Regions from separate parts of the Mus musculus genome. Here region 2 is linked to region 1. The links are chromatin contacts, called in public HiChIP or PLAC-seq maps. All regions are on one chromosome and are shown on one strand. The core of a region is the stretch at or near the end of the contact, and the rest is flanking DNA. Distances in the headings are between cores, read along the strand shown. Region 1 overlaps Fer1l5 (fer-1-like 5 (C. elegans)). Region 2 holds the start of Lman2l (lectin, mannose-binding 2-like).

Region 1 (6,843 bases), core at 4,309-6,808:
TCATCTGCCATCTCGCTGTTTATCGAATCCTGGCCATTGGGCGCTGACAGTCACTGTTTGGCTCCTTGGCTTGTTATTAGAGATGACAGACTGACTTCCTAGAGTGTAGCATAGGGCAGGCTGGCCTCCTGGACTGCTTTCTGTAGATGACAGATTGGGCTTCTGAACTAGTGGCCACAGAGAGAATCCTGTTATATGCAGTGTAGTCACAACCCATGCGTATATCCAGTCTCTCAGAAGGACATGAGTTTGTCTACTCATCCAGAGAGGCAGGTCCCCCTGCAGAAGGGCATGGAGGAAAGGCAGGTTTAGTTTAGGGAGGGCAGGCTGCCGGTGCTATTGGTACAATGTGAAGTGTAGACAAAACAGGAGCCAGAGGCAAAAGGGCTTGTGGTGTGTGCTGCTAAGACTTGTTTCTAGTCATTTAAAGAGGTAGCGGGTATTCAGTGGGCAATCCTGAGGAATAGTCTGGAGATAGGTGGGTCGGTAAGGAGTTTTTGAAGGAAGGATATCAGTTAAGAGGTAGCAATAGAAGTTTTCCTAGATCAGGAGACATTGAAATTGCCATGGGTGATCACCCTAGTTAGAACCATGGTTCAGGACTGGCCCTGAGTCATGTTTCCCTCTTCTCTGCAGCCTCTTGGGTCCTCTGCCATTGATATCATTATAGTTCATTTATCTTCCAAGCCCCCTTCATTGCAACCCATTACTATCTCTTTACCAGTCTGTGGCTGCAAACACACGTATACACACACACACACACACACACACACACACACACACACACACACACACATGCATTCACACACATGCAAGAGGGGTCATGAATCCAGCCAGACTAGAAAGGCTGGTGCTATAGCTTATTAAGGATTTCAAGATCTGGCTTCCAAGCCCCTCCCTTTGCTTTGCAGTGTACTGTCACCCTACATGTGGCCCAAATATACGACCAGGATACTGAGATGACAGGTATGTCTTTTTCTAGGGCATTACCAAGCATATCTGAATGGGTTCTTTGGGACCTTTGAAACCCAATTCTTTTTTATTTTGTATTAGATATTTTCTTTATTTACATTTCAAATGTTATCCCCTTTCCTGGTGAGACCCAATTCTTAAGGCCTACCAAAAGACTATGACCAGGGTCCCTGGAAGTTGGGTTTTTGTTTTGTTTTGTTTGTTTGTTTGTTTTCAAGACAGGGTTTCTCTATATAGCCCTGGCTGTCCTGGAACTCACTCTGTGGACCAGGCTGGCCTCGAACTCAGAAATCCGCCTGCCTCTGCCTCCCAAGTGCTGGGATTAAAGGCGTGTGCCACCACTGCCCAGCTCCCTGGAAGTTTTATAGACCTAATGGTCACATCAAATTCCATCTGGCTAATGCCACTGTTCTAGTTTGATTTCTATAAACGCTACAACCAAAAGCAAGTTGAGGAAGAAAAGGTTAATTTCCACAGTCCACCATAAAGAGAAGTCAGGATAGGAGCTCAGGATGGGAGCCTTAGAGGCAGAAACTGAAGCGCAGTCCATGGAGGAGTGCTGCTTACTGCCTTGCTCTCCATGAATGCTTAACTCACTTTCTTATACAGCCCAGGACCACCTGCCCATGGGTGAAACCAACATAGTGGGCTGGGCCCTCCTACAGCAATTGTTAAGGGAAATTTCCTCACAGACTTGCTTATAGGCAATCTGATGGGGACAATCTCACTTCCCAGATAACTCTAGGTTTGTGTTAAGTGGACCAAAACCAGCCAGCAATGCCGCCCATTTCTCCATCTTTAGTTCTCATCTCTGGACATAAGGCTTCTCTTAGTAGGGCCAGAAAGACATAAGGGTGGCCATTTCCAAGAGCCCCCACGTAAGAAGGGCAGGGTCCAAGGATCCCTTACTATTGAGAATGAGGGCCCCATGAGCTTGTTCAGGGAGAGACATGTGCTCTATCAGGGTCAGATTTTTATCAGGAGTAGGTCATGGAGGACACAGTGATTGAAAGGGGGAAAGGCTTAAAAGCCTTCTAAACTGTCCACCCTGGACTTTTTCCATAGGCAATGAGGAGCTCCTGGGCTCAACTGTAAATGAGGTGACCCAGAAGAAACTAATGGTCTCTGGCCTCCCCATGCACAGGGCTCTGGCTTCCAAGCCTCAACACTTTCAGGTGAGAGACTAGAAGGGAGGGGAGGGCTGGAGAGATGGCTCAGAGGCTCAGAGGTTAAGAGCACTGACTGCTCTTCCAGAGGTCCTGAGTAGTTCAATTCCCAGCAACCACATGGTGGCTCACAACGGGGTCCGATGGCCTCTTCAGGTGTGTCTGAAGACAGCAGCAGTGTAGTCACATACATAAAATAAATAAATCTGAGGGGGTGGGGGGGTTGGGTCCTTATGGCAGCTGATCAGACCCTTGATCACCCAAGCGTGCTCCTTAACATTCAGCTCCCTCCAGCCTTCCCCCATAGGATCTTTATCTGTAGTACCTGGAGTGTTGTTACCTTGAAAGGTTTGCTTTTGAGAGAAGAGTCCCCTTTGGAGGAGGGAAATCCACACTCCCATGATCAGATCTATTGGGTGTCCCCTCTGTAGGTCCGGGTGAAGGTGTTTGAAGCCCGACAGCTCCTGGGCAACAACATCAAACCTGTAGTAAAGGTAAACATTGCAGATCAGCAGCATCTCACTCGGATCAAGATGGGAAACAATCCTTTCTTCAATGAGGTAGGCTGAACAAGCCACGTAGGGCAGGGGAGCCAGCCAGGAGCCCGGCATTCCCCGGAAGCAGCTGGCAAGCTTGCTTCCCAAGTGGACTGTCTGTAAGCTACAAGCGTTTATCAAGCACCGACTACACATCAAAAATTATGCTCAGGGTTGGACAAATAGGATGGGTTAATTCTGCTAGTGGTCTGATGGCAACACAGCATGTGAACCCACAAACAATTGCGGGGGTGGGGGGCAGACAGGTCTGGGGAGCACTGTTAGCGGGGCTATGGAAAGCAACCCCAGTTCACGCACATTTCTTCACTGCTGAGCCCCAGTAGCATGGTGTCAGGAAAACAGAAGGTGCAGGTGACTAGATGAATGAAGACCAGGTCCTGGGACAGTGGAGAGGGCTTAGGAAAGGCTACGAAAACTATAAAGAACTTACCAGAAGATAAAAAGGACAGAGAGATAATTCAAAGTCTTGGAAGCAAGGAGCAGATTTGATTTTTTTTTCTTTTTATGCCAAACTGTAGCTGAAGGGTGTGTCTGGGAGTGTGCAGTGCAGATTAGGGGTCCCACCACGGATAGCTCCTGACAGCCATGGAGGACTTAAGTCTGGGAGTGACAAGGGAAAGGAGGTTCTAGCTGACGAAGAGAGAAGGGTGGAGCGGACTGGCGGGGCAATCCAGAAGGGACACAAGGCTCAAATGGCTACTGTGGAAGAGTGGGCTGGTTCTGAACGGCTAGGTTCTCTAGAGAGGCCTTGGGCAGAACACCCCCTGGGAGCCTAGGAAACCTCTGGTTCTGAGGGGTCTGTGGGTGATCATAAGCAGAGAGTCACTGAAGTGGGCGTGTAGTGAGGGAGAGGGGAGGGGCTGGCGGTAGAGGAAGCATTTTATCCCAAAGCTTCAAGTGTAGTAGGTCCTTGGATAAAGTAGTGGAAGAAACTGTCTACCCAGCCCCCATTCTCTCTGCTCCAGATATTCTTCCAGAATTTCCACGAGGTTCCTGCAAAGTTCTTTGAGGAGAACATCTCAATCGAGGTAAGGGGTCAAACTGGTTTCCAGTTAAACAGGACCATTTTCTTGTCCTACCTCAGTATCATAGAACACTCTTGAGTTGGAGTCACGTGTCTGCCTGTCTCCAAGGCAGCCATCTCCAACACTTTCATTCCCCTTTGTGGTCCAAACACTTCATCCATTTGTTCATTCATTCAACCAGTGTTATTAGAGATTGCCAACTGGCAGAGGCCCGAGCTACATGCTTGGGTGAACATGGAAGCCAAATTCTCTTGTCACCAGAGTGACATACCCCATTCCCCAACAAGAGGGAGCCAGTGACAATGGTGACTATATATTCGTCCAGTGCCTTCTGGGTGGGTGTCCAGCACAGGGCTGAGGGGGAAGCTTCCTCCCACCCTGAAAGGCCATTTCCGTGTTCTTGGGCACATAACACAGTGGAAACAACCAGAACAATATGTACTAAAAAGAGTAGATTACAACAGCTTACTTTGGGACAAGTGAATTGATCTTTCTGATCAATATCTTCATCAATGACATTAAATTTAAAAATATGAACCTCACAAGGCTCCTCTGAGAACTACCTAAGAAAAATGACATGCAAGTGCTGGCCATTAGGAAGCTCAGTGAGGTGGGGGTGGGTGGGGGTGGCCTAACACCCGGAACCCCAGAGCTCCAGAGGTGGGGCAGGAGTGTCAGAAGTCCAAGGTCATTATTGGCTACACAGTGAGTTTCAGGCCAGCCTCAGCTACATGACAGCCCGACCCCCAGATATATCCTTGCTTCCACAGAGGGTAGGGGTAATTGGCATTGTGAATGATAAGATCTTTCTGGAAACTCTCCACAGGTCGTGGACTCTGCAGCATCAAGATCTAAAGCAGAGATTGGGAGATTCCAAGTGAGCCCTGATGGAGGAGGAGGCTGGGGAAACTTCTGGGCTCCAGGATCCCGTCCAGGGAAAAGGACTTGGCATTTCACACAGATCCACGTGTGGATCTCAGCTGTAGGATGCTAACAGCAATAGCAACTACCATAACACTGTGCAAAGCCTGAGGTAGCATCGAGAGGGTTAGAGTGTGTCAGGTTCAGATAAGGATTGGTACCCACCGTCATGTGCTATAGACACTGGACAAGTCTCAGCTCCCATTCATGGGTCCAAGAAGGTCACCCTAAGTGCTGAAGAACTCCAGAAAGAGATTGATGCCTTTGAGGACAGATTGGGGGGCGGGGAGGGGGGGAAGATTCTGTGGCATAGTCCAAAGTGGTCAAGAACTCACTATGTAGTTCAGGCTAGCCTCGATCTCACGGCCATCTTCCTGCCTCAGCTTCCCAATTGCTGCAATGACAGACATGAGCCACCATGCCCAACTTAGTATTTGCATTTAATTTTAATGTTTTTATTTTTAAAGATGAAAAGTTTTATTTATTTTCACTTTGTGTGTGTGTGTGTGTATGTTTGTGTGTATGTATGCTTGCATGCACTAGCTTTTATATAGGCTCTAAGGATTAAGCCAGGGGCCCTTGTTTGTTTAGTAAGTACTTACCAACTAAGTCATCTCTCAAGTCCCCAGAATTTTTATTTTTATGTAATTTATTTTTTCTCTGTGTGAGTGTGTGTGTGTGTGTGTGTGTGTGTGTGTGTGTGTGTGTGCATGTGTGCATGTATGCATGTGCCACAATCTAAAAGTCATATTGTAGTAAGAGGACACTTTTTTGGAGGTTGGTTCTTTCTATCATTAGATCAGGGGTGAAACTCAGGATTCAGACTCACACAGCCAGACTTTAACGTGCTGAGCCATCTTGCCAGTCCAGTGCTTCTATTTTTACATCTAGATGATGTGTATCCATGATCAAAAATCACAAGTTCCTGTTTTGATGAAGTCTAGAACTTTGTGCGGATATAGCACAGTATCCTGGTTCAGTCTCCCACACTACGGAAAGGGGATGGGGGAAAGCCATTTTAGTAAAGTTCCATGTATCTGGGTTTGTATAGGTTGTACAATGTGTGTGTGTGTGTGTGTGTGTGTGTGTATATCTGTGTGTGTGGTATGTGTGTGTGTCTGTGGGCACGTATATGTGTATGTGATGTGTCTCTGTGTATCTCTGTGTGTTATCTGTGTGTGTTGGTTTGTGTGTATCTGTGTGTGTATCTCTGTGTTATCTGTATGTGTTTGTGTGTATGTGGTGTGTGTGTGTGTGTGTGTTGCTAGGGTCTGAACTCAGTGCATTGTGTAAGTGTGTAAGCTGGGAAAGTGCTCTAATCTAGCTTATACTTTTGTGAGTGTGTGTGTGTGTGTGTAAGAAGTTTTTGCTTATCTGATACAAGCCAGTGAGTGAGTTTGAAAGCAGGCCTATTATGCAGTCTTGCTGTTGATCTGTGGAGCCTGGGCACTGGCCTATTCACATTGCCACTTCTCCTGTAGCATCTCCCTCAGGCCTAGGCTAATGCCCTCTCCCAGGAGGAAAAAGGAAGCCACCTATAGTCTCTTTCAATCATCCTCATCCCTAGCATAGCGCTTCCCTTCCCTACCCAGGGAAAGGGAAGAGTTAAGTGTATGGATATTTCCAGCACAGGCTTCCTCTAACTAGCTGTTAAGCCTTTGGGGCATCTTTCAAACTTAGTAGCCTCCTCGATATCGGGGACAATGGTCCTTCCATTTTTTTCTACAGAGTTCAGACTAAATTGACACTTAAGCATTGCTCTAGTGTGGCCACTGGATGAGGTAGAATTGCAAATCTTGGTTTTGGCTTGTGCCGAACAACTTTCCCTTGCTAGACCAGATACCAGTAAAATTCAGCATAGGATGAGAAAGGGCTTATTTTGGCTCCTGGTTGTAGATGTTAATTAATGTCTCTTTGGGCCTGTGGTGGCACATATATTAAAAAAGAGACCAGCTGAGGAAAGGGAAGACATGTAAACAGAACAATAGGTTTCCCCAGATCTCCTTCAAAACGGTGCTGACCAGAGACCCACAACCCTCCCTCTTGGCCTCTGCTTCTATGGTTCTCCCATCCCCACATGGCCAGGGTGGGGACCAAGCCTTTACTGCATGGTGCTTTAGGAGGACATTTAAGATCCAAGCTCACTGGGCATGGTGCTAATGCCTTTAATCCCAGCACTGGGAGGAGGATCTCTTGTGAGTT
Region 2 (6,601 bases), core at 225-2,724, 64 kb after region 1:
ATCTCACCAAACTTCCTTCAGCTAAATTCTTCAGCTGAAGAATCCAACCCACCACAGAGCTGTCATTTACACATGGCACAGTAACAGTAGTTGAGATCTGTATGTGTGGGTGAACTTTAGCACTATGAAAGGACAAAAATTTTGTCATTTATATTAAAAGAGATATATTCTCAAAAGCCTATGAGCTTAAACATATTCTTTTAAAATCAATCTTTCAGGCCGGGCAGTGATGGCACACACCTTTAATCCCAGCATTTGGGAGGCAGAGGCAAGCGGATTTCTGAGTTCGAGGCCAGCCTGGTCTACAGAGTGAGTTCCAGGACAGCCAAGGCTACACAGAGAAACCCTGTCTCGAAAAACAAAATAAATAAATAAATAAATAAATAAATAAAATTTAAAAAATAAAATAAAATCAATCTTTCAAGTGTAGCTGATTATCCCCAAATCCCTTAGACTAAGTATAAGTACCCCCAGGGTGAAAAACCAGACTAACCCATAGTATCAGCAGGGACCAACACTAAGGAGGTACTACAACCAACCAGTAAAATAATGACATCTTAGTAACAGAAATGACATCTTAGTAACAAAAATTCAAACTGCTTTCTGCAGTTTAAATTTGTGTTTCCTGCACCCCCTATCCACAGCTCTGCGAGAAAAACAAACTTGTATTAAGCTCTAACAGCATTAATTTCTCTTCTTTGTAGACACCTGTGTCAATTTTCTGACACTGAGCTGTGCTTAGAGATCTAGAAATCCCTGAAGAGAGCAATGCTAACCAGCCTCTTTCATCATCAGGGCTCGCGGCCTGGGAAGGAAGGAGCAGGTGTTCTAACCAGCAAACAGACTTTTTTCCCCCTCTCCTTCCTCAGTCCGACCGAGTTCTACCCGGGTTCTTGCTTTCTATCCAGAGCAGCCACCACTCTATCCCGACACCGGCTCATCGCTAATGGTCCTCAACCATCCCTCATTTATCTCAGTTCTCTCTCCTCATATTTCTGTCCAACTCCAAACACCTCTTCCTTCGAGCCTGACACTAGTGACAGCTGAGAGCCCTACCTAGACCTACTAGAAACTTCTAGCGCTCGGAAAGGGGCGGGGGTGGGGGGCGGACCCTTGTCCTTCGGACCTGTGGCTCTTCAAAGGAGCGGAGATCCTCGGGGCGCCCCCTCCCGCCGGGGACTGCGTCCTCGAGCTCAGTCCCGACTCGGTCCCCAAGCCCTCCCTGCACGACCACCTCGCCCCGGGCGCCTCACCCTGGTAGGGCTTCGACAGCGAGTGCTCCCGTTTCAAGTACTCCACCGCTTGACCCGCCCTGACATGCCGCGGCCCCGGCCCAGACCCCAACAGAAGGAGAAAGAGCAAAAGCTTGGCCCCGTCCCGAGCCCACGCGCGCCGCCGCCACCGCTGCCACCAGGAGGGTCTCGAAGCCGCCGCCATCTTTCCCACCGCCGGCCCTTCATCAAAAAGCCCGCCCCGTGGCCCAACCCATTGGCCTGCGGAACCATCGGCCCGATCTCCCATTGGCTCCTGGAGAGTTCCCTCCCCCGCAGGTGAGTATCCCACCGATTGGCTGACTAGTAGCAGTTGCCTTGCCAACCCAGGCAAGGGGCGTTGCCGAATGTCCAGACTCCCTTCTCTGCTTTTGTCCCAGGCTTCACCAGGCCTGCTAGTAATAGAGATTCTTAGTTTGTTTCTGCATTCTATAGTAAATTTAAAGCGATAAAACATTTTTTTTTCCCGATTGTCACTGCCATTTGTACCTACCTGGCCGCCAAGCTAACAGCCAAGAGGGCATAGAAGTAAAAAGAAAAATAGACAAATCCGTGACTAAAATGAGTGGAAGGAACTGAAGACTAGCTGTGTTGGTAAAGAACTTGACTTACGATGTGGGAAGGCATTAGGTCATCCCAGCACTCTGGAGACTGAGGCAGGAAGGTGAGGAGTTCAAAGTCAACACAGTGAGTTAGGGAGTGACCTAAGTAATTCATTAGAATGAAACGACTGGTTCCAGGGTGGTGGTGGTGCACGGATTGTATCCCAATGCTTGGAGGCAACGGTATTTGGATCTCTGAGTTTGAGGCAAGCCTGGTCTACAGAGCAAGTTCTAGAATAGCCAAGGCTACACAGAGAAACCTTGTCTCAAACAGGCAAACCAAACCAAAGAAACAAACATCTGGCAAACTGTCTCAAACAGGCAAACCAAACCAAAGAAACAAACATCTGGCAAACTGTAAAATGTGTAAAGGGCAGCCTGGGTTACATGCTGGGTTGACGAGCACAATCAACCAACATCACATGATGATATTTATAGAAATTAAGTGTATGCTAAATTCTGTGTGAATTTTCAGGGTTACATGCTTTTATTGTGCAAACCTTGTTCCTTGATTTAAAATGATTGGTTAAATAGAATTGACTACAGCCAATTACTGGAGGGAGGGATTAGAGGTAGGTGGGTTTTAAGTTACTTAGTTGAGGGTGGAGAAGAGAGCAGAAGGAAGAGAAACCAGGGGAGAAGAGGAAGAACGAAAGAAGGGGAGGAAGCCTCCAGGAGACGAGATGGACTATGAGTCCATGGCCAGAAGAAGCAGCCAAGTACTTAGGCTGTACCACTGGGGAGGTAGCCAGGCCAGCAGTTAGAAGAGTAGATTAGGGGTTACCCCTAGAAACTGTCAAAGCCAAATAAAATAACCATAGTCTGAGTCTCACTTACTTGTAAGCTGGTCAGGGATAAACTTAAATTGGTTGTACTACACCCCAGAGTTCATATTTCACCAAGTTCCAGCTTCCTGCCTGATTGCTCACTTCTTTCAGAAAACTAGCTTCCTCTTACCTACTTCCTCCTGGAGGCCTCCCTCGACCCCACTCAGACCCGACCGTGTGTGCATTGCTGAGCTCTGACTCTGGTCCATAGATAGCTACAATGGACTTATCAGACTTGTGTCTACATCTTCCCAATAGACACAGTCAAAGCTAACTCTCTTCCAAACATGAGTAAATTTTACAGAGAAACAAGATGTGAGCTTGCCTCAGAGAAGATCAACTCTTGAAAGCTGACAAAGCTACCGATCTTTTACAACCCTATCTCGAGACAGATAAATGGTGACAAGACTTTAGGAACTGCAGTTAATCTCTTTGCCATTCACTTACCACAAAACCATTTAGGACCCACAGTGGCCATAGAGTAACTTCCAGTCACCCTAGTTTGGCCACCCAAACCCCATAGGAACCGATCAGATCAGTCTGTACACATGTCCATTAAAATGGGTGTCACCGGAATTACATAACTCAACTAACATATTAAGCATGTTCTCCTATCCAGGAATGCAGCTCACAGGCCTTTCTTATTTATTTCGTATACCAAACCCCACCCACTTCCACACCCCCAACCCCTGTCACCAGTACAGAGTAAGGATTCTATTGGCTTTAAAGAGTTATTTCCACTATATTTCTCTGTTAAGTAGATTGTTTTTGTTGTGCTTAAATAATAAAATGTAACCTTTGAAGACTTTTATCTGTTGTTTGGCTAGCCCCTCTACCTTGGTTTTCCCCCATTCCTTGTGCTGCTAAGGGTTAAACCCAAACCTTGCACATGCTAGGGAAATGTTCTGCCATCAGGCTACATCCCCAGCCCTGTCTATTTCTTCATTGTTTTGTCATATAGGGAAATCAAATCAAGGATTTCAAGCATGTCAGGCAAGGACTATATCACCAACCTATGCTCCCTACCCCCCTCTCCTTTCATAGGGTCTCGTGTAGCCCTGGCTGGCAGTGAACTCACCGTGTAGCCTAAGTGGGTCTCCTAATCCTCCTGCCTCAGCCTCCCAGGTGCTGGGATTCTATGTGTGAACCACGAGACCTGGCTCCAGCTCTCCATGTCTAAGTACACCATACATCACAGGCAAAGTAACATGAATGTTTGTTGCTTACTGTAAACTGATGAAGGAACAAGACAGATGGACGGGCAAGGTGGAATTACTGGGCCTCTTCATGAAGCCACCACAGATATTCGATGTGGTCATCAGGACTTTGATTTCTATGAGTTTGTCTTTGACTCAATGAAGCAATGAAGTCATGAACCCTGGGTGGTGGTTTTCTTCTGGTTTGTTTGTTTGTTTGTTTGTTTGTTTGTTTAACTAGTGCAGAGTCTCAAGCATGTTTGACAAATTCTCTAACATTGAGCAACAATCCTTCCTCTCCCTTTCTCTTCCTCATCATCTTCATTCTCCTCTCCATCGTGTGTGTGTGTGTGTGTGTGTGTGTGTGTGTGTGTGTGTGTGCTGAAAACTGAATCCAGGGCCTTGTGCATGCTAGACAAGTCCTCTACCACTAAGCTACATCCTCACAGTGATCTGCCTACCTCTGCCTCCTTTGTGCTGAGTTCAAAGGTGTGTACCAACCAGTCAGCACTAAGGAGGCAGAGGTAGGCAGATCTCTGAGTTCTGGGACAGCATGGTTCAGGTATACAGATAGACATCTGGGTCTGTATACTGAGTTTCAGGACAGTCAGAACTGTCTATAAAGAAATAAGTAAGTAAGTAAATAAATAAATAAATAAATAAATAAATGTAAGGATGTAGCTCATCCCTACCAGGGACAGTTTTGCAACACAGCCCAAGTTGGCCTGGAATCCAGCTCTCCTTTCACCTCTAGTTGAGGGATTATAGGTATATACCACCACACCTGACTCTTAGTTAGTTTTTCTTTTTTAATTAGAAAAAATTATGGGACAGGGTCTTAGAAGTTAACTTGTAGCCAAGGCTGGCCTCAATTTGAGACACCCTCTGCCTTCATCCTCTTGACTGCCAGGATTACAGGCATGTGTCATTATGCCCAGAAAGTTCTTAAAGATTTATTTAGGGCTGGAGAGATGACTCCGCGGTTAAGAGCACTGACTGCTCTTCCAGAGATCCTGAGTTCAATTCCCAGCAACCACATGGTAACTCACAACCATCTGTAACGGGGATCCAATGCCCTCTTCTGGTGTGTCTGAAGATATCGACAGTGTACTCACGTACATAAAATAAATAAAAAAATAATAATTAAAAAAAGGCTTATTTATTTTATGTGTATGGGTGTTTTCCTGGATGTAGTTGTGTGATCCACCATTCAGGTCCTGAGAATTGAACCAAGGTCATCTGGAAAGAACAAACAACAAGCACTTTTAACTATTGAGCCATCTCTCCAGTTCTCTCTCTCTCTCCAGTTCTCTCTCTCTCTCTCTCTGAGACAGAGCTCTGCTGTATGCACTCAAGAAATGTATTTCATCTTTCTTGTTCTCGGTGGGTAAGATGGATGTAAGAAGATTACCACAAGCTGTATTGCTGAAAGCATGAGATAAAGACTTTATGTATCTACACATAGAGAGTATGTGAGATTTCAGAGACTTCTATAAGGGTACGTGAAGTTGAAACTTAAGGGTTCTTTGAAAAGTTGGTTGAATGGTGTTTTGCTGGGGCAAATACGTGAAAGAACATTTAGCTGAAGTGGACACAGGTGAAAGGCTAATGCAGACTCATAAAGGAATGTTTAACTGAAGCAGACATAAGAAAAAAAAATGTTCTGCTAAAGCCAGCACATGAAAGGACACATGATGAAGGATTCTAATGATGCATGTATTGGTCTGCCTTACATTGGGTAGTTGAGCTACATTTGTCTGGACTCCCTAGAGAGAAACACACCAAAAATCTTACAGTGGTGTGCTGCAGTTTCTTGCCACTTCTGTGGATTCAGGCTGACTGGCAGAATGGTGTCAGCTGAGACAGACCCATTGCTGGGGCAAAGACCCGTGGAGGACAAGTGATATTGATTGTGTATAAAAAAAAAAACCTATGGACAGTGATGGAGGCTGAGCTTGGCTTGCTGGTAGAGCTAGCTAGCTAGCTTGTGGGTCCTGCTGATCTTCACTTCCCTGAGAGAGGCACACCTGAGAACTTCTGGCTTTCCTCCTGGTCCCTGCTGACTCAGCCTGGCTGTCTCTGCTAAGTCGTGCCACCACTGCTGCTATCCTGACTCTACCAAACTGGACTGCTGGTGTATCCATGAAGTGTTTGCGAGTGGATCGAGCTGCCATTGCTGACCTGTGAACTGAACACAGACAGGAGTTGCTTCAAAGAACCTTTCTAAACAGGTCCACTTCCCCTGTATCCTTTCTTTTTTCATGCCTTTGTTGGGTAGTGGTGGGCTAGCAGGGAAGTTAAAGTGTTTAAGAACCACCATTAAAGGGAGGACTTGGGGCCTGGAGAGATGGCTCAGTGGTCAAGAGCACTGACTGCTCTTCTAGATGGTCCTGAGTTCAATTCCCAGCAATCACATGGTGGCTCACAACCATCTGCAATGGGTTCTGATGCCCTCTTCTGGTGTGTCTGAAGACAGCCTCAGTGTAGTTACATAAATAAAATAAAGAAATCTTTTTTTAAAAAGTAGAATTTGATTAAATTTATAGCTACATGAGATTTTGTTATGGCTAGCCTACTAACTCTTTTATTTTCTTTTTAAACTTATTTTTCTTTTTTTAAAAATTATTTCTTTGAGAATCTCATTCAATGAATGTTGACCATATCCAACAGCTCCAGTTCCTTCTAGATCCACTTCCCTTTTCTGC

What was found. HiChIP or PLAC-seq counts read pairs in DNA pulled down with a chosen protein or histone mark.
Region 2: a contact with region 1 is called in an H3K4me3 HiChIP or PLAC-seq map of bone marrow-derived macrophages, with 2.0 times the contacts expected there. The contact joins the promoter of Lman2l here to the enhancer-like site in region 1. A contact is called at or near these places in 9 of 39 promoter capture datasets (the 3T3-L1 cell line, 3T3-L1-derived adipocytes, cancer-associated fibroblasts and 5 more), 18 of 484 Hi-C or Micro-C datasets (CD4 T cells, DN3 thymocytes, the G1E-ER4 cell line and 14 more), 7 of 115 datasets of contacts at active chromatin or transcription factors (T-cell acute lymphoblastic leukemia, bone marrow-derived macrophages, embryonic midbrain and 3 more) and 5 of 9 other capture datasets (adipose tissue, embryonic stem cells, liver and 2 more).

Annotation. Positions count from the first base shown.
Region 1 is chr1:36,375,818-36,382,660 of GRCm38.p6, forward strand. It overlaps Fer1l5 (fer-1-like 5 (C. elegans)), which reads left to right. Exons shown (of 53, transcript NM_001277076.2): 5 at 912-966; 6 at 2,038-2,147; 7 at 2,570-2,698; 8 at 3,661-3,723; 9 at 4,547-4,597. Among named protein-coding and RNA genes, the nearest start is that of Fer1l5, 7.0 kb to the left of the region's middle. Within about 2 kb of position 5,559, at least 1 of the 459 cell types and tissues checked has an H3K27ac peak or open chromatin away from gene starts, as enhancers often do. A contact at or near this core is called in bone marrow-derived macrophages, where this site is marked.
Region 2 is chr1:36,443,797-36,450,397 of GRCm38.p6, forward strand. It overlaps Lman2l (lectin, mannose-binding 2-like), which reads right to left and starts at 1,475. Exons shown (of 8, transcript NM_001013374.2): 1 at 1,254-1,475. The coding sequence starts at 1,437.